Linked DNA regions of Hordeum vulgare: region 2 is linked to region 1. A link is a contact called in public Hi-C data. All regions are on one chromosome and are shown on one strand. The core of a region is the stretch at or near the end of the contact, and the rest is flanking DNA. Distances in the headings are between cores, read along the strand shown.

Evidence for each region. Hi-C and Micro-C count contacts between places; a contact is called where the count stands out from the background.
Region 2: a Hi-C map of seedling shows a contact between it and region 1, with 2.0 times the contacts expected there. The contact joins the promoter of LOC123406996 here to the promoter of LOC123409309 in region 1. A contact is called at or near these places in 2 of 6 Hi-C or Micro-C datasets (leaf and seedling).

Annotation. Positions count from the first base shown.
Region 1 is chr7H:623,951,821-623,956,828 of MorexV3_pseudomolecules_assembly, forward strand. It overlaps LOC123409309, which reads right to left and starts at 3,491. Exons shown (of 3, transcript XM_045102247.1): 1 at 3,012-3,491; 2 at 2,068-2,204; 3 at 857-1,878. The coding sequence starts at 3,224. The coding sequence ends at 1,227.
Region 2 is chr7H:624,169,678-624,174,466 of MorexV3_pseudomolecules_assembly, forward strand. It overlaps LOC123406996 (gibberellin-regulated protein 3-like), which reads left to right and starts at 2,974. Exons shown (of 3, transcript XM_045100018.1): 1 at 2,974-3,219; 2 at 3,299-3,371; 3 at 3,489-3,865. The coding sequence starts at 3,100. The coding sequence ends at 3,676. It overlaps LOC123406994 (delta(24)-sterol reductase), which reads left to right. Exons shown (of 3, transcript XM_045100017.1): 2 at 121-1,381; 3 at 1,645-2,413. The coding sequence starts at 140. The coding sequence ends at 2,088. LOC123406993 reads right to left here. Exons shown (of 8, transcript XM_045100015.1): 8 at 4,041-4,517. The coding sequence ends at 4,311.

The DNA of each region.
Region 1 (5,008 bases), core at 2,241-4,740:
ATAAAGTGGGGCAGGGGGAAAACCTCTTTCTATTCAAAAATAAATAAAAACCGAAAACCTTTGTTTTCTGCAAACCTACACGTCAATGGGGTGGTTTTCTGCAATTCACTTGTTATGCTGAAAGCCTGAAACGATCTGCCAGTGGCATATGTGCTGCTTACGAACCACCTTGTAACTTGGTATGTTTGCTGTTGTTGACTATCCATGGTGGCTAGTTTCGCCGAACTTTGTGACTGCTGCGGTGCACATCCTTTGTAACAGCTGATGTGAGATCTGCTGCTAATTCACCATTCGTCTTAAGTGAACTCTGTAACATCAGATTGGGGTACTGGTATGCATTCAGGGTTGAATCGTGTACTGTTGACACTCTCTCAACTGAACTGAACTGAACTGGACCCATTGCGGAGCCGCTGCTGTACCAGGAAAATGGAAAGCCTGCAGTTTTTAGTTCGATGCCATCATCACAAAACTTGGGCAAAATTAGAACTTGCTGCATTTTCCCGTGTTGCGAGATGGAATGAAAAAACAATCAAGAATCTCATTCCGCTTCAGGTACTGAATATATTGACGGTTTATTTCGATATAGTAAGATGAGTTCCCCGAATGGACCTTGCATCTCCAGAGCAGAGTATTCAACCTGCAGTGCAGACACAGGCAATCAACAGGTTTCGGAAAGAGCAAACCAACAACGGGCAGAATGAAGACAGACGACGGTTTCAATGGCTCACTGACAGGCAGGCCCTGCAGCCACATCTACTCAAGATAGATACCTATATGTACAGGAAAATACACTAGTGACTGTATGTTTGCACTTTCCTAAATATAACGAGCAAACCGAATAAAGTGGACAAGCCGGTGGTTAACCAGGGTACCATGTATTTTACTCCGTATATAGTGTGATATACAATTATACATGACGAATGATGAATTATAAGGGCCTAATGAATTAGCAGCAGATGCCACATGAGAAAAAAGCAGGATGAGGAGGGTGAAGATCCAACTGCAAGTTGTTTGACAACTCCGCAGTCCGTCATGCGATCATTGCCGCCATGAGGAACAAGGATTGAGGTGGCAGAAGATCATGTCCAACCAAGTCAACTCTTCCATTTTCCCCCTCTCAACCCAGCTCATAGTGATGATGGCATGACAGATGGAGCTTGCAGCAGCAGAGTGGTCATACAAACAGAACACTTCTATTGTGCCGTTACATAGTCATAGACTAAAACTCAGTCCAAAGCAGCTTTCATCCTGCGACCCGCCGCGGGCTTTGGCAGGCCGTCGAGCAACGGACGGGTGAAGGACTCGTGGTTGAAGGTCCACTTGGAGCTCGACCACATGGAGACCCCATTGTTCTCCGAGTCCGCAAAGCTCGGCGCGCTCGGCGACTTCCGCACTACGGATTTCAACCCGTTCAGAAACGAGACACCGTTGTTCTTCGCGCTCGTATCTGGGCTGCTCGTGTCAGTACTCAGACGCATGCTGGAGACCGGCCTCGGCAGGAAGCTCTTGATCATCTTGATCGAGTCCGACAGAAGGTCGTCCTGGGTATCGGATTCCACTTTCTGCCGCCGACGTATGGAACCATCTTGCTTTTCTTTGGCCGCCCCATTGCCTCTGCCAGTGCTCTGTGTACTGTCAGGCAGAGAAGAAGAAATTGGGAGTATTTCGCTGCCAATACCTTGGGAGCTTCCCTTGCTGTACAAGGACATTTCTGTACTCAAATCCATGTCATCTCCTCCTTGAGAACTCAGGCCATAGTAGCTCTGCAAGCTGCTCATTGCGAGCGACGACTGCTGCTGTCTAGTCTTTTCAGAATCTGGTGAAGTCACAATGTCCCTGTTTTGCTGATTGTTTTGCTGATTGTTCGGAGCCCACGCTCTGAAAAAAAAACAGAGAATAGCTTAGAGAGTGTTCTTAAGTTCAACTGCAGTATTAAAAATGTCTGGTATGAAAGAACAAAGACTATTGTATTTACATACCATGTACACCAACCTAAATAGTCAAAACGTGAGTGAAATGTCATGAAGCAAAATCACATGGAACAAATTAACATGAGGAAATCTTTACCTTTTCGTCCGTAGGCTGGATCCATTCAGCTTCACAGAGGATGGCATGGGCCTTCCTGGTAGAGGTATGAGCAATGCCTTGTGCGCATACATCTGGCTGTCAGTCACGAGACTATTCGCCCTCTTAATGTCCGAGATCTACACAGAAAGGAGTATAATCTTAACATGGTAACCAAACTCGGTGTATTTGTACTTTGGGAGATAGCCCCAAAATGACAACTGGAACCAACTAAACTACCCTGACCAACAGGAGGTCCAAATCGATGTGCAACGCAAATGCATAATAGCATTTCATCATGTTACTCCTCCCACGGACTCCCCGCGAAAGCACGACCCGTGATGTCGAAACTCGGTGTTTTTGCTTGCATCAAGCTCATAGCAGGACTACATGGCCCGTGACTACGTTGAAGTGCATAGTTGACGGAGTATTCTGAAGCGGCGCAAGATTAAAGGCCGCACAAGCACTAGCGTAATATCGCAGGCACATGCCAGAGAAAAACATGGGTAATGTTGGGATATTGTCACGGAGGAATGCAGTGCAAATACAGAAATGTTTCGGTGCGACACCCTAAGCTCATCAGAGTTTTTGCATCACATTGCAGGATTACTTCATACATGGCCATGAACGTCTCTGGTTCACAGCGTGTTTTCAGGTGGAGCAAGACACAGGCCATAGCAGCACCAGGCAGGCGCAAACTAGGGAGAACACAGGTAAATGTTTGGATCTTTGTCAGGGACAAGTCCTCCCTCTCTTGTCTTTGAAGTAGAGCAGACTCGGCACGAGACACAGACTCCATGACAAGTTTTTTCTACCGAAATTCCTTGATAATAGTGTTGTTCCTTGCATTCAGTAGGAAGAATATCACCGTTGTTTTTCTGCGTGCAACTCAGCAGCAACTCCACCAAACTAGCAGGGATGGAGAGAGAGAGGGTGGGAGAAGATACCTCGACGCCGTACTTGATGGCGATGCCGGCGAGCGTGTCCATCCGGGACACCTGGTGCTGGAGGAAGCCCTCCTGGCCATGGACGGGCGAGCAGCAGGACGGCGGGGAGGAGGGCGGCGACCGGTCCGGCGACAGCATGAGCGCGCCGCCCAAGCCCAGCCCTCCGCGGGGCCCTCCGTAGAACTCGTCGGAGAGCGGGTGCGAGATCCCCATACCAACAAACCAGGAAAAGAAACCCCCGCTTGTCGTCGGCGGCCCCAGATCAAACAAATCGCGCAGGGCAGGCAGATCCCTCCCGTCCCGTCCCGGCGGCCGGGAGGAGAAATGCGGAGGGGAAGGGTAGGTTGTGAGGGTGGTTGGGTGGGTGGGCTTTGCTTGTCGACGGGGGAGGGGGAGGAAGAAGAGGAGCCAAGCAAAAGCAAAAGCAAAAGCGAAGCCTCCTCTGCTTCTGCTCTTCCCCGGCGCCTTAATCAACCGACGGCCGCTTTCTCCCTGCAAAGATTTGATTTTTATTCTAATAACCTACGGCTGGTTTGGTTACGCGGTTCGGGGAGGAGGTGGAGGTGGGGGTGCACGTGGCCGGCGTGTTCCACGCTCCACTACTTCTCTCGCCGACTGCCGCTGCTTCCTCCTCTTCACACGCCCCCACATCATCAATAAATAAAAAATTGTTTTTTTAAATTTTTTGGAGAGAAAAGAACGCAAGAATTGTTTTTTTCTTCAGAAACACTTTCTCCGTCTTAAAATAAATACCATAAATTCAATATTAAATTATTATTTCCTCCGTTCTTGCCTTAGGTATATATAGAAATAGATGTATCTAAATTCTAAAACGTGACTGGATACATTCATATCTAGACAAATTCAAGATAAAAATTTTGAGACCGAGGAAGTACAAATATAATAATAAGGCAGAGATAATAATTACTTCCTCCGTTCCGAAATAACTGTTTCAAATTTCATACTAGCTCTAGTATAAAGTTGTACTAAGCTTAAGACAGTTATTTTGAGATGGAGTGAGTATATTGGTACGGAGGGAGTATATGGTGGGTTAACGGGAGGGAGCACCGACGCAGCCGGGACGGCGGCAGAAATGAACAGGTGCTTGATTAAAATCTTGCACACTTGTTGATTATTAACCGGTGCATTCTCTGACACTGCTTCACACCAAGAAGATGCTTAAGGTGAAGATGTCAAACAACCACGATTCTTACTCTACCACCCCCCAACACTTTCTAAACATCAAGCTTCCTTCCCTCAAAAAACAAAAGAATACATCAAGATTCCACAGCTGTGTACAGGCAGTAATCAGTTCGTGGCAAAATTTATAGATCTTTAAATGAGTACAGGAAATAATCAAACGATCATACAATTACCTCAACAACAACAAAAAGCATACACAATAAGCCACATGCATGTTTCTTTCGATTTTCAAAGAAAAAAGATTGAAATCCAGAATACAGCATCTCAATACATCTATCTGCCTACCTTTTTGTTTCTGGTCAGATAGTCTGGGTCCAGATTGTGCCAAACTGTGCCCGACCACAAAGACAAAGGCATCACCTCCCTGCTGACCAAGTTCTTCCACTAGGAAGGCACCAGTACCACAACATGGTTGAATTGACCAAGTAGACCTGTTGTTTCATAGGTATGCATGCTTTCCTGACCGGCCGGTCAAACCTGGCTTACTAGCCAACCACTTGTTGCACACATGAACATCTCATTGGCATCATCAGATCTGCTTAACACAATAACAACAACAGGAGAGAACAGCAAAAAGAAACAAGCATATACAGGTACATATGAGAAGCTCTCCTTGGAACCTTCATGCCAAGGAGATTTGTGTTAGTTTACACTTAGGTACCTACCACTACACATTTATCATTGCTTATGTGCACAACTGGCAGTGATTTGTGTTTTTCTCGATTAGGTGCAAATGTACTCAGAGATACACCATTGTCAAACTTATGTTGTACTAGCACATCTACGAATCTTCA
Region 2 (4,789 bases), core at 1,724-4,223, 220 kb after region 1:
TGCTTTTGTTATTTTTCGCTCTTCCTGTGAAGAATTTCTCCCTGATATACTTTGCTGTCGCTGTTATATAATCCATATCATGGCTCGGCTAATATATCTTTGTACTCTTTCTATTTTCAGAAGAAGTCAGCCTCCAGCCATGGCGGACCTGCAGACGCCGCTGGTGCGACCAAAGAGGAAGAAGGTTCTGGTGGACTACCTGGTGCAGTTCCGATGGATCCTCGTCATCTTCGTGGTCCTTCCGGCCTCCGCTCTCATCTACTTCAACATCTACCTGGGCGACATGTGGTCTGCCATGAAGTCGGAGAAGAAGCGCCAGAAGGAGCACGATGACAACGTGCAGAAGGTCGTCAAGCGGCTCAAGCAGCGCAACCCCAAGAAGGACGGCCTCGTCTGCACGGCCAGGAAGCCCTGGATCGCCGTCGGCATGCGCAACGTGGACTACAAGCGCGTCAGGCACTTCGAGGTCGACCTCTCCGCCTTCAGGAACATCCTTGAGATCGACGCCGAGAGGATGGTTGCCAAGGTCGAGCCGCTCGTCAACATGGGCCAGATATCCAGGGCCACTTGCCCGATGAACCTCTCCCTCGCCGTGGTGGCGGAGCTCGACGACCTTACTGTCGGCGGCCTCATCAATGGCTACGGCATCGAAGGGAGCTCTCACATCTACGGGCTCTTCTCCGACACGGTGGTTGCGCTCGAGATCGTCCTTGCTGATGGCCGGATCGTCAGAGCCACCAAGGACAACGAGTACTCCGACCTCTTCTATGGCGTGCCCTGGTCTCAGGGAACCCTTGGGTTCCTTGTTTCAGCTGAGATCAAGCTCATCCCCATCAAGGAGTACATGAGGCTCACCTACACTCCGGTGAAGGGCCCTCTGAAGGAGTTGGCGCAGGCCTATGCCGACGCCGTCGCGCCGAGAGACGGTGACCCTGCAAAGGTCCCTGACTTCGTCGAAGGGATGGTGTACAACGCGACGGAAGGCGTCATGATGACTGGTGTGTACGCCTCCAAGGAGGAGGCCAAGAAGAAGGGCAACAAGATCAACAGCGTGGGGTGGTGGTTCAAGCCATGGTTCTACCAGCACGCGCAGACGGCGCTGAAGAAGGGCGAGTTTGTGGAGTACATCCCTACGAGGGAGTACTACCACAGGCACACCCGGTGCCTGTACTGGGAGGGGAAGCTCATCCTGCCCTTCGGCGACCAGTTCTGGTTCAGGTTCCTCTTTGGCTGGCTGATGCCCCCCAAGGTGTCCCTGCTCAAGGCCACCCAGGGCGACGCCATCAGGAACTACTACCATGACAACCATGTCATCCAGGACATGCTGGTGCCCCTGTACAAGGTTGGAGACGCTCTGGAGTTTGTTCACCAGGAAATGGAGGTACGTTTATCTTCCCTTTTGCTAGGGATTTGCTATGAAACCATCTACCCTTTTTGTTCACCAGGAAATCATGACAATAGGTACCTAATATTGCTGCTTATGTTCACTGAATGTTGATATAGTACTGTACTTAATAGGTGCCTGATATTGCTGCTAATATTAGTCTGAAAGAAAGAAAGAATGCTGTTTGTTACTCTGACTGAAACTACTGAAGGAAGGAAGGACGTATTTCTCATGATAATATTACGATGATGATGTAACAGGTGTACCCGCTGTGGCTGTGCCCTCACCGGCTGTTCAAGCTTCCGGTGAAGACGATGATCTACCCGGAGCCAGGGTTCGAGCACCACCAGCGGCAGGGGGACACGAGCTACGCGCAGATGTTCACGGACGTGGGGGTGTACTACACGCCGGCCTTCATCTTCAGGGGGGAGCAGTTCGACGGCGTGGAGGCGGTGAAGCGGCTGGAGCAGTGGCTGATCGAGAACCACAGCTACCAGCCGCAGTACGCGGTGACGGAGCTGAACGAGAAGGACTTCTGGCGCATGTTCGACGCGTCGCACTACGAGCACTGCCGGCAGAAGTACGGCGCCGTGGGCACCTTCATGAGCGTCTACTACAAGAGCAAGAAGGGGCGCAAGTCCGAGAAGGAGGTCCAGGAGGCCGAGGCCGCCATCCTCGAGCCCGCCTACGCCGACGAGGCCTAGCTCCATGTTTCGGTTTCGGTTTCTTGTGAGGACGAGGAGATGCTGGTCGTCGTCGGCCGTTCGGAGCTGTGGATTAATTGATTTCCTTTTTTGGTTGCTTCCTTAATTAATAAGTAGAACTTGATGGATCGTGTAGCGTTGGAACCTGATGATTCGGATTGCGTAGCACTCTGTCGTTGCTGCTGTCTGGCAGCGCTTGATTTGCCCCCTTTTCTTATCCGTGGAATTGGAATTGGTTAGAGCTTAAATCAGGAGGATGTGTATGTTATTGTTATCCCTGTTTTGATTGACTGGAATAATGATGTGATGGATGCTTTGTGGTGAACCCTGCCTGCCTATGTATCCGTTCCCAGGATTTGTGCTTGTGCGCCAAGCTCAAGCTGGGGACCTGAATGACGTTGGGATGTTGTAGACAGCACGTATAAGCACAAGCCACAAACATTTTTCTGATTCGGAGGTGAAAACTGAACGAGAACTAACAACTCTTGTTGAGTGAGTGAGTGAGTGATGTTGATGGTGTAGTAATGTGCTTGCACTTGGTTGCCAGATGAAGTTGATTCAGGGATAGAAAAATTCCAAGATGAATGAAGATGCACTAGTGTGGTTGCTTGCTTGGGACCAACCAAAGGTGGCTCTGCACTGCATCCATCATTGTGTCTGTGCTTGCTGGGTGCTTGCTCGGTCACGGGAGAGACGCTGCAGCTGCATGTGAGGGAGGGACATACATGCTCACATACATACGGAGTACATACATTCATACAGAGGCGCAATCATTAATAAGCACAGAGGCATGGTCTCCGTGTCCGTGGTAGCTAGCTCTGCTTCCTCTCTCGGCTCTGCCACCACCACGCCGGCTTCACTGCTGCACTGCATTGCATTTACATTACATAAGCGACAGACAACCCTTCCTCCTCCCGGATCTCTCTGGAGCCTCCCCCTATATACCATACCTTAAGCTTGAACCCTCACAAACCCCTTGCCCACCCACTTGCCGGCCTCAAGCTATCATCCATGGCGACCACCAGCCAGAAGCAGCTCCTCGCTCCTCGCCTCCTCCTTCCTCCTCTCCTGCTGCTCTTGACGCTCCTCCTATCCACCCACCACCAACCTGCCGCCGCTTCCGATCCACTGGTAAGCCAATCAAACACGCATGCAAATGCAAAGCACACCTTTTTACCCTCAGATCTGAGCCCTTCTTCCGCTGCTGCAGGTGAACCACGGCGCCATGAGACCCACCAGCGGCAGCTCCCTGCTCCAGCAGCAGCAGCCGCCTCCCAGACTAGGTACGTACGCTCTGACAAACACCACAAGCTCTGCTCAGCCTAACATAACATACACTGATGCGGTTGCTTTCCTTGCTGCCTCGCGCTCGCCGGCGGCGATGCCGGACCGGAGAGCAGACTGCCCCAAGGTGTGCCTGGGCCGGTGCGCCAACAACTGGAAGAACGAGATGTGCAACGACAAGTGCAACGTCTGCTGCCAGCGCTGCAACTGCGTCCCCCCCGGCACCGGCCAGGACACCCGCCACATCTGCCCCTGCTACGACACCATGACCAACCCCCACAACGGCAAGCTCAAGTGCCCCTAGTCCCTACACCACACCATCTTCTTCTTCCTCTCCTTCAGATATGTGGTCTCATGTCATGTCCTACTAGTACGTATGTGATCTTCAGACACCACTCTGCACTGCAGTGTTCCCACCCTCAGGGAACAATGGTTTGTGATCATTCCTCCTCCTAGCATCAAATAAAAGAGAGTTTCTGTTGGTTGGTCACCAGATCTATGTTGTGATTGTGATGGTGAAGATGGTGCAACAGCTTCTGTTAATTTCCTGCACACCTGTTGTTCATCATCAGATCTATATTATGCATCTACACAGAGTTGGTTAGACACATGTCTGAGTTGAGTTTCAGGCGTATATGTACACACATGACACATCACACGGGCGGGTGTGAGCAAGCTATTTTGAATTAAAGACGGGTTGCACCTATCAACAACCCCAACTACACTAGTAAGCAGTGAGCTAAACAACAACTCATGGTCTCGTCTGGTGTCATTTGAGCAGCACCATCTTCACATGCACTCTACTACCACACATATATACAGGTTGTTGACGAAGGTGACAGGCGGACGGCGCCGCTGAGTCGTCAAGGTTCTTCTGGTTACAGGGGAAGAGGCGTTCGTCCGTCAGCCGTTCTGAAACATGGTGCATCTGGAGCTATCTACCGTTGCTGCCGGGACAGGAAGAACTCGTAGTCCGGGTGCCTGTTTCTCCGCGCCTGGTCCTTCTTCCACACGTCCGCCCTCGCCATGGCTGCCGCGGCTTGGTTCAGCGTCGACAACCGTTCTTGAAGAACCTGAGATGGTTCGCTTGACGAGGACTCTGCATCTTCTGAACCGGATCTGCTCCTCTGAAACCACCACTCCCCCTGCAACGCGAGATGCAAAGAGTCATCCACCATGTATTATCCGTCGTTTCCAGAGCGAAGAATAAGCGAGCAACCACTCTAGCCACTCTGTTTGTTTCGGCGACTAGTCGACTGAAACCACACATACACTTGGCCAAAAGCAGACAGACTACTAAGTACTACCAACTAACACACTGAGAATTGACTTGGGACCATCCTGATAACACTTTCTGACCATGACTTAGAACGGAACCACAATATATTAAATTGGAATCTGTCGAAAATGGGACTGA